Regions from separate parts of the Mus musculus genome. Here region 2 is linked to region 1. The links are chromatin contacts, called in public Hi-C maps. All regions are on one chromosome and are shown on one strand. The core of a region is the stretch at or near the end of the contact, and the rest is flanking DNA. Distances in the headings are between cores, read along the strand shown. Region 1 overlaps Maml3 (mastermind like transcriptional coactivator 3). Region 2 overlaps Maml3 (mastermind like transcriptional coactivator 3).

Region 1 (4,868 bases), core at 2,092-4,591:
CTGCAACTGGAGTTACAGACAGTTATGATCTATCATGTAGGTGCTGGGAATTGAACCAGGGTCCTCTGGAAGACCAGCCAATGCTAAGTCATTTCTCCGAAACCTGATGTAAATTCTTGAGTAGCAACTTGGATCCAGGTAAAGTTAAAGTTAATATAAAGGTTTTCGCTAAGAGCTGAAGGTAAAGAGAGATGGCTCCCTGCCCACTGCATCAATGGCTACACAGATGCAACAAGACGAAGGGGCTAAAGAATTCTTGAAAACTGCCTTTACTAGAGGATGGGGCTGAGAATCTGACACTCATTAATAGGAATCCCCATACTTCCTCAGATTCAGCAACCACGAGTGAGCTCATGATTTGCCGTACCGCCCCTCATCCTTGTCCAACAGATCAATTTATTTTTTTCATGGAATATTCTTTTGTTGGCCTGTCTTTTGCTCCTCCCCCAACGAGCAACTGAGTTCGGAGCGGATATGCAGTGTGAGCGTGCGTGTGTGTGTGTGTGTGTGTGTGTGTGTGTGTGTGTGTGTGTACACCCAGGATGCAGTTTCTTGTTCCCACCCTACATTGTTTGTTGAAATAAATATGGAAATCAGGTTGAGCAAGCCAGCCAAGCCAGCCAAACTGAAATAAATTCATCACTCATGGGCTCTCAGGGGAGGGCAACAGTGCATTTTTTTCTAAATGATTATTTCTGAAGCACCGAAGGAATGGCTATATCACTAATGAGGCCTGTATGCCATGACTGCTGATTATAAATGACCCGCAAAGAGACAAGGAGATGGTGGGTATGGAGATACACTTGGGAGGATCGAGAGAAGCAGCTGGGGGTGGAGGCTGCTACCACCAGGGCCAAGCGGAGGAGACGCACCCAGAACGCACTCTGTTTTTCTCATCCAGAGCTCCATTCCCAGAGCAGCATGTGACTTATTCTGTGTGAGTTCGGGTGAGTGGAAAGTTTCCAAATGCCTCACAAAGACAGCAAAAAACAGCTCATGGCTGTGTCCTCAGGGCGCCAGAGATATCCCTCTCTTCTGTGCATAGAAGTTCTTACTAGATCTGCAGAAGATCTAGTAGGGACTCAAGGGACACAAACCATACCATGGCACTAAGTGATGGCTCGACTCCCCACTAGAGGCTGTTTCTTGATAGCTGTGAACTTGGACTAGAGGATGGAAAGCCAGTCCTGGCATCAGAAAGCAAGTGTTCTCGGAGCAGATGGTGGAGGCCAGGCCAGGCAGACAACTCTAGATTCACAAACCTAGGACTCTCAAAAAGTCAAGAGGGATTGCCACAAAAGGGAGCTTTGTGACTCAGTGGCACTCCTAGTCCACGGTGATCTAAGGAAATATCCATAGCATTTCAGCATGACCTGGCAGGACTCGTTCAGACAGCAGGACCTGGTGTGCAATGTCGGCTGCTAGAAAAGGCCCACAAGGACCCAAGTTCAAATCCCCAGAACCTATGTAAACAGCTGGGTGTCTCAGTAGCAAGTACCTGTAATTCCAGAACTACTCTGGCGAGATGGGTGGTCGAGACAGGGGAATCTCTCAAAGCTTAGGGCAGGCTAAGGTGGCATATGCAACAGTGAACTAGAGACCGTTTCTCAAAGATGGTGGAAAATTGGGAGACACCTCTACATGTGCGTTGTGTGCATCCATGTCTTCATTCACACACACACACACACACACACACACACACACACACACACAGAGCACAATGGCCTGGCACGAACCACCTTTGACAAATGACATGACCTAGTCTTTGAAGGCAGAGGCACAAGCAACTAACATATGCTTTCTGTTGCTGTTGTTGTTGTTTGGCCTGGCATTGCGGTGTAGCACAGGCTAGTGTGGTCTTTTTATGTAGCCCAGGGTGGTGTGTGGTGATTCTTCAGCCTCTGCCTCGCAACTGCTTTTGTGAGCTTTTAACAACCAACAGTGAATTTGAAAATGAGTGTATCACTATGTTTATTGCCCTATGGCAACATCCTTCTAGAAAGTACTGGTGGGAGGAAAGGCCCTTCTGCAGCCTATCAGACTAGGGCTTTGCGACACGACATGAAACCAATCAGAGACTGGGATGGGTCCAGGGGCTCCTGAGCTTATGGAAGAGGCTTGCTGTTTGTCCACTGTGTGCCCTCCTGCAACATCCAAAGAGGATTCCAGAAATAGTGTTTCATAGCTCCCATGCATCCTTCCGCATGCACAGCTGTAGATGGAGAGTCCCCCGCCATTCACAGACTCCGAGTGAAGCCCGTGCGTTGGCTCTTTCTGCTCAACACTGGAGCTGCTCTAGGATGCTGGCAACCAGTCACGGTGAAAGGAGCCAAGGATTCTGGGTGACCACCTTTGACACTAGAATCAAATGCTATGTGGTTTCAAGCATGATGGAGGAAATTCTGCTCACTGAATTCGTTAAAACGGTCTTCATAAAACAGGGAGGAGGGGGAGGATGTAGGGGACTAATTATAAAGTTCCACTCAGTTTACTCAGCTCCTCAGCCTGGCTGCCATAGCAAGAGAGACTCGATGCTGTTAGCTCCCTCCCCACAGCCCTCTAGGCAACAAAGAACCACTCGTCAGCTAAGAGAAAAGCAGCAAGCAGCCGGCCCTGGCCTTCCCCTTCTTCATCGCTGGTGAGAATGCTACTGCCAGATCTGTCTTTCTCTCTCATCTTCTCCACCTAAGGTCAAAGAACAAACAGGCTTCCCCAATAATCTTAACAAAGAAAAGAACGGAAAGTCACCCAGGCCAAGTTGCAAGCTCTAACTAAGCCTTGATGCTTCCAGGAAGGAACAGGGAGAGGGGCTGGAATGATTCCCCCAGATCGCACCTCACTCTCGTGTGTGGTTCTCTAACAACTCTGACCCCGGCTGTCATTCGAAAAGGCTACAGCACCATGCCACTGGAAACAGCTAAACCTGGTGTCATGTCGAGTGGTAATAAGGCCACTGCTGGTTTTATTTATTTATTTATTTATTTATTTATTCATTCATTCATTCATTTATTTTTGCAAGCACTCCATGCACTTAGGAGATAAACATGAATATCCTATCGCTGGCCTCCACAAGTCACACTTATCAATGGCGAGGAAAAAAAAACCAACAAAACACTGCTTTTGTTTGACAGGTGTTGCTCGGTGCCTGTGGTAGGAAGTTACTTTTTTTTTCCACGCTGCCCATTAGCATCATGAAAAGGCAAGGGCCAGCTGCATTCACAGACTCTTTCCGCATGTGTCCACTGGTGGGGACAGCCGAGCATCCTTATGTCCCCTCCAATAAAGAGAACTAATTACCCTCCACCGTACCACCTGGGCTAGAGACAAGCTGTGTCAGGAAAGAGCTTTGACAAACACATTTATTTGTCCAGGACCAAGGCCAGGGCCAGCAACCGCCATTCTTCCTGATATCAGAAGGGAGCCAGATGCTCACAAGATCAATAAAAGGTTCAGAGTTCACTGAGGGCTCAGGGAAGTACCTTCAGACAAGGCCATCCCCTGGGAGAGGGGACATGGGCTTCCAACATGGAGACAGTGGTGACCCGGCGCAAGCCTTCACAGGGAATACTGGTGCCTGCACTGGGACGCTATACTGATTGAAGTTCTTTCAAAGAGAGCTGAAATGTTTGAAGGTTGTCAAAAAGGGTGACAAGGGAGGAATGAATGTTGTTTTCTTCATGCTCAAGTACTTGCTCTTTAGTAGAAGAAAGGCAGGTGGCATGCTGACGGGCACGTGTTCACATGAGCATGCCTGTTTTGTACACAGCATACAACCGAGGTGGACACATGTATCATATGTGTAAAAAGGGGAAGAGAACTCAGACCTCTAAGCATTAGTCTAGGAAGGAGGTAGACACACATACACACACATACACACACACACACATACACACACCCAGGGATCGTAAGGAACTTATTCATAAACTTATTCAAAGTACCCTGATCAATCTGACTTTCCGGTTCAACCAATTCTACCCTGCTCAATGCCAAAGGCTTGGTGTCTGAAGCACCTGAAATGGCTTTCTTCCGCTGCTGGGCATGTAGGAAGCTCTCAGGAGTCCTGTGCTCCTGGCCCAAGCATGAATCTCCAGCATGGTGAACAAGCAAGTCTCTGCTTATTAGTTGTCTTTTTTTTCCCTTTAATTTTCTTTTCCTCTGAAGAGAAGGTAGGAAGGGTTAAACCTATAATTACTGATATCTGTCCCCTGGGAAGCTCACACTCATCCACTGGACAATGTAAGCATGATCAAGACCTCATCCCTCACTGCCCAATACCTCAGCCTACTGTCCAGCTCAGTAAGCAAGAGAAAGACTATTCCATCGGCCTTCTGCCAAAGCTGAGTATATGATTAGGACATGTTTCCTCTCTGGGTATAGAGGCTCACATTTAACAACTCCTCTGGCCTGGTGAGATGGCTCAGTTGGTAAAACCCTTGCCACAAAAGTTCGAGGACTAGAGTTAACCCTCTGGCAGTCATAAAAACAAACAAACAGGCCTTGGGGTACCTATATGTAATCTCAGCATTGGAGGTACTGAGATAGCAGGATCTCTGACGTTCTCTGCCCAGTCAGACTAGTCAAATTGTTGAGTTCCAGGAACCTGGGAGAGACTCTATTGAAAAAACAAACAAACAGGTGGACATGCCCTTAGGAGTAACGTTACCTGGAGTTGAACTCTGGCCACCGGAAGCAAGTGCATACATGCAGAATTCACCAGACAATAAATTCACTCACCGTAAAATTCAATTCAAAAATTATGAACTAAAATGCCAAATTATACACAGCCATCAGCTCCCAATTACCCATTTATCCGAACAATACAAAAATAAGACCTTAAACTCAATTAAAATGCCCAGTAATTTCATGCA
Region 2 (5,328 bases), core at 193-2,692, 200 kb after region 1:
GACTGGTTCCGAATCAAGACTGGTTCCGAATCTTGTCTAAATGTTGCAAAGGCTGCAGGCAGCACTGGCTACCTTTGCTCTTCAGACTAAAAGGGAAACATTGGAGTTCCTCAACCTTTGTAAACATTTCCCCGTGTGATCCCTTCGGCTTAATCTAGCCTTAGCTGTGCTTCCTCCTATAAAAGCCATTTAGCTCTGGTTCAAACAAAAAAACCAAGAATCCGTGTAAAGGCTGGGAAAGGCAGATGGGGAGGGAGAAGGATCTTTTATTCTGTGGGATCCCGAGTGAGGAATGGAACAGGTTTCATCCTTTTGACTGTGCACCCCAATGGCAAATCCAGGAAGAGGGTAGAAGAAACCTAATGCTGTCTGCTAAAGGCCAGGGGACACTTGCAGTTATCAGCGCACACAGGAGGGCGTCTTGTTCCTGGGCTGCAAAAGCAGTGGTGCCTCTCACCTTCATCACCAAAGAGAGCATTCTCCATGAAATCTGTGTTGTCCCGAGGTCAGATCTGCAAAGCTATAATTATCCAGGTAACTCGGGTCCGATGTTTCTCAAAATATCCAGGTAATTATAGGAGAAAGGTCATTTCCTCTATATAATCTCAAACCTACCACTGGCTGTCTACACTGGCAGTTTGCCAGTCAAGATCGCCTGTCATTTCCATTTTGTTCTTTACTAGAATTTGCCAAGGACTAAGAATCCTAATGGGGGAGTTTTAAAAATGACTTTTGTACGGATACCGCTTCCTTCACCACCACCCCCCCCCTCACCAATGTTCTGCCGGTGTCCTCACAAGATGTAAAAACACCCTCTGCTAATTTTTAACACTCCAATGAATTGCATTCTGGGAAAAAAGATATTGTGAGACAGAAAGGAAAGGAGAGGGGTGAAGAGGAGGAAGAAAGGACAGAACGGTCCCAGGGCCTCCAAAACTGAGGACCTTAACTGCTTGGCCCTATTCCGAGAGAGAGAGAGAGAGAGAGAGAGAGAGAGAGAGAGAGAGAGAGAGAGAGAGAGAGAGAGAGAGAGAGAGAGAGAAAGCACAGGTCTGCAGGTCAACAACCCGCTCTTTCCGACTATGGGCTTTGACAGCAGGGGTAGTTTCGGGACGGGAAGAAGCGCATCTGCATGGGGAAGCCACTGTTCCTTTGCTTCACAAAGGAAGAAAAAAATGGCATTTATCCCAAGTAAGGCAGAACGTGGTAGGATTCGCCTCCCCCATCCTTTCTTCCCCCTTCCTCCTCCCATCGCCCTCACCGCCACCGCCCCTTCCTGTCGGAAGAGAAAAGGTGGGAGGGGGAGGAGGACCCACCGGTCACAGGCGGCGCGGTGGGATTCTCTTTCTTTGGCTTTTACCAGCCAATGGGGGTCAGGACGCTATTGGTTCAGCATCATGTGCGAGCGGGTGCCTCTCGCTTAGCAACAGCGAGCAGCGAGCAGCGGAGGCAGGAAGCAACGCCACCTGGCCCAGGGAGTGTGCGATGCTTTAAAAGGGAGACAGAAGGGGAGAAGAAAGAGCAATCTAGCTTAACATATTGTACTCCCAAGAACAAGGCTTCATCAGGCTGATAAAGACAGCCAGCCAGGCAAAAACCGGACACGAGCTCTGTCCCATGAGCATGTCTGTATCACCCTAGGTGGTCTACACATAGTTTTTGTTTTAAGGGACACTCTACTGTGCTGCAAGGGAGGTGGATGGAAAGATGGTTATCTGGGAGGTAGGGGTGAATCTACAACTCTCAGTGAGTTCAGTCAGTCTTATTCTCACATTAGGGTATTACTAGAAAAGACAAGTAAAATTGGGTGTGCTTGAAAAGGCAATTGGCTAGGTAGGAATCATGGCTTTCTTCCTTTTCTTTTTCTTTCTTTTTTCTTTTTCTTTTCTTTTTTTTAATTAATCAACACAGTAGCTGTTTCTAAGTGCTAAATTCCATCATAGTGGCCAACAATTAGCCCTTTGGAGTAGAAAATGGCAAAAGAGAAAGACAATCCTGTAAAGTGTGCTGTGCTGTGTGTGTGTGTGTGTGTGTGAGAGAGAGAGAGAGACAGACAGACAAGACCTGGGCTGTGTGTGTGATGTGGTGTGTGTATGAGTATGTATGTGTGTAGTGTGTGATGTGGTGTGGTGTGGTGTGTATATGAGTATGTATGTGTGTAGTGTGTGATGTGGTGTGTGTATGTATGTATGTGTGTAGTGTGTGATGTGGTGTGGTGTGGTGTGTGTATGAGTATGTATGTGTGTAGTGTGTGATGTGGTGTGTGTATGTATGTGTGTAGTGTGTGATGTGGTGTGGTGTGGTGTGTATATGAGTATGTATGTGTGTAGTGTGTGATGTGGTGTGTGTATGTATGTGTGTAGTGTGTGATGTGGTGTGGTGTGGTGTGTGTATGAGTATGTATGTGTGTAGTGTGTGATGTGGTGTGTGTATGTATGTGTGTAGTGTGTGATGTGGTGTGGTGTGGTGTGTATATGAGTATGTATGTGTGTAGTGTGTGATGTGGTGTGTGTATGTATGTGTGTAGTGTGTGATGTGGTGTGGTGTGGTGTGGTGTGTGTATGAGTATGTATGTGTGTAGTGTGTGATGTGGTGTGTGTATGTATGTGTGTAGTGTGTGATGTGGTGTGTGTATGTATGTGTGTAGGGGGAGATTTTGGGTTTCTCTTTGCTGCTTCTGTGATTCAAGAGGTATTTTGAGGAGGCTGGGATGAGCTCTGAAGGTCTCCCTGCCTGCCTGTAGCAGACGTTGTGCCAGTGATAATAAGGAAAAGCATCCAGCTCATTCATATCCCCTCAGAGTACATAACCTCCCCTTCCCCCTGTTCTAGACCCCCCTACCATGCTCTATAAAGACCCCCTAACTTCTATATCCAATAAACCCCAATCCATCCCACAACATCCAAGACCCGGTCTTAGACTCCAAACCACAGATGACAAAGTACCTCCTTTTATTTCTTAGAGGGGAATGTAGTTAGTCAACATGGGTCTTCCCCTGGTGTCAACTGGTGCCCTGAGACAAAGACCAGTACTGTGGAGGGCACAGATGGGCTACACCCGGCAGCACTGTCTAAAGCAGACCCGGTTAACCCCTTCTGTGCCGAGCTGAAGAAGTCACTGACTATACTGACACCTACTGCTCAAGAACAGTTGTACATCCTTCTCTAGCTGGGTTCTTCAAAGCAGCCATTTGCCCCACTCCTGGGGCACCGCTGCATGCCCTCTCCTACCCCTCCCCCGCCAGGTTAACAGTTCAATGAGGGCACCTGAAGCCCCTCACATACAGGCTGGCCTTGGCACCTACCTGACACTCAAGTCTCCTTTGTAGGGATACAGCCCACTATTAGCAGAGACCCAACACAAGAGGGACAGATAAGAGGTTGCTAAAAGTCCACACTGTCTGCAGGTGAATCCTCTCGGAAATAAACGGAATCATTCTGAGAGAGGCAGATTATCCACTGAATTTCACAGAGGAAAACATGAAGTAAAGTTCTAGGGCTAGATAACAGGATTCACAGAAACTGCTTTTCCATGGGTTGTAGGATGAGACTGTCACTCAAATGGTGTTTCTTGTGTCTGGTATAGTTCTTTGGGTACCAGGGACTCCCTCCCATTTGGAGAAAGAATCCGTTTAATTAGAAAAGCAAGCTACAGTCTTCTGAAGCCTAGCTAAAAAATGCCCATAATGACTGTAACAATATCCACACGTACAGGAGTCCTGGCTCCAGGAAATATGCAGCAACAGTCTGAACAATTCTGGTTACACACACAATACCACCACCACCACCACCACCACACACACACACACACACACACAAAGCACACATACAAAATACACAATACACATATACCACACACACACACCACACTTTACCCACACCACAATACATGTGCTACATATAACTTTCCCCTTCCTCATCACACATACCACACACTCACGTATAGATACCACACACATACCTACCTACATGATAGACAGCACACATAGAGACATAGACACACACACACATACACGCTGCTAAAAAGGTAGTAGGCTTAAAGTCATATTAGAAGTATCAAGAACAGTTAGCGTGGGCGATCACAGCATCAGCCATTCAGGAGCCCCTAACTCCTTTCATCCTGAGCAAAGCATGTAAGGTGTCTTCACCCTACATGATAATCAGAATGCACAGCAATGCAGGAGGCTCCAGCATCACTACGTATTTAGCTTTTGATTCCCAAGCACCCGGGATAGCTGGATACTCAGACTTGATATTCTCATTTCCCAACCAGGAAACAGGAGTGCTGCAGCTCCCTCAAGCTCCCAGAGCAAGCCAGTGGGAGCATGGAAGGCCCAGGCTTCCTGACTTCAACCCATGCATGGCGCTGAACCAGGACTGGCTACTATGACTGTGACTGCTATGACCAGCCTGTCTCCTCTCTGTGTGCACATTTGCACCAGCATTTCAGGGATGTTCACGTTTCTCATGAGCTACCTCATACTTTCATGAAATGGACTAAGGACAAATAATGGGGAGGTAGCAGGCTTTACTGAAACCCAGATGTGTTTCAAACACAGGCTAGAATGAAGGCTGACTCTGCCGGCCTGTGCCTGCCAAACCCTGTAATGTCTGTAAACTAAAATGTGCGCTGAGTGAAAAGCTACCAAGCAAGTAATCACACTCAGTCTCTGAGACAGATCCACAAGGTGCCACTGCTGTGTGTGTGTGGGGGGGGGGGGGGGGCAAAGGCTAATTAAGCATAACTGTGACGTAGTCATTCTTTCCCACAGACTCACTCCGGGAACACATAAAAGCATAAGCCTATGTGGCATGTACAGAGCAGAGCTCCACTCTGTCACAGGTCACCTGGCCCTCGAGTGTCTGTCCAGGAAGGTGACAGTGTTAGAAATGGCAGCCTCCAATGTCCCTCAAAACCAGCTTCTTTACTCTGATTATTTTAAAACCTCTACTTAATTCCTCCTAACAGGGAAGGTAAATAAACAGTGACCAACGTCCCTTCCTTTTCCAGAAGTTTCTAAGCATGACGTTTCAATACCCAGAACTACCCCATTGCACAACAGTAGGAGTAGCTAAATTCCCTTCTTTCAGAGGGAAAATGTCAGAGTCACAGTCTATGAGCTCAACTGTAAGAGAGACAGGCACGTACACGGTGAGCTGCTGCACAGTCCAGTCTGTCCCAGTGCTGGGAAGATACAGGCCATTTTAAGATCATCCCTCCTGGAAGTGGGGGGCAGCTTGGGTGTGCCCCGCTTCTCCTGCTTCACTGGGTGGGCCCATCCCCTGGACTGTTCTAGAAGACACAGCATTTGGCTCTGCCTCTTGCTCC

Evidence for each region. A called contact is a pair of places that touch in the nucleus more often than the background predicts.
Region 2: a Hi-C map of cortical neurons shows a contact between it and region 1, with 2.5 times the contacts expected there. The contact joins two enhancer-like sites. A contact is called at or near these places in 1 of 484 Hi-C or Micro-C datasets (cortical neurons) and 2 of 115 datasets of contacts at active chromatin or transcription factors (embryonic basal ganglia and embryonic stem cells).

The regions. Positions count from the first base shown.
Region 1 is chr3:51,807,535-51,812,402 of GRCm38.p6, forward strand. The region is part of intron 2 of Maml3 (mastermind like transcriptional coactivator 3); the gene reads right to left. Among named protein-coding and RNA genes, the nearest start is that of Gm46803, 100 kb to the left of the region's middle. Within about 2 kb of position 3,342, at least 13 of the 459 cell types and tissues checked have an H3K27ac peak or open chromatin away from gene starts, as enhancers often do. A contact at or near this core is called in cortical neurons, where this site is marked.
Region 2 is chr3:52,006,424-52,011,751 of GRCm38.p6, forward strand. The region is part of intron 1 of Maml3 (mastermind like transcriptional coactivator 3); the gene reads right to left. Among named protein-coding and RNA genes, the nearest start is that of Maml3, 96 kb to the right of the region's middle. Within about 2 kb of position 1,443, at least 184 of the 459 cell types and tissues checked have an H3K27ac peak or open chromatin away from gene starts, as enhancers often do. A contact at or near this core is called in cortical neurons, where this site is marked.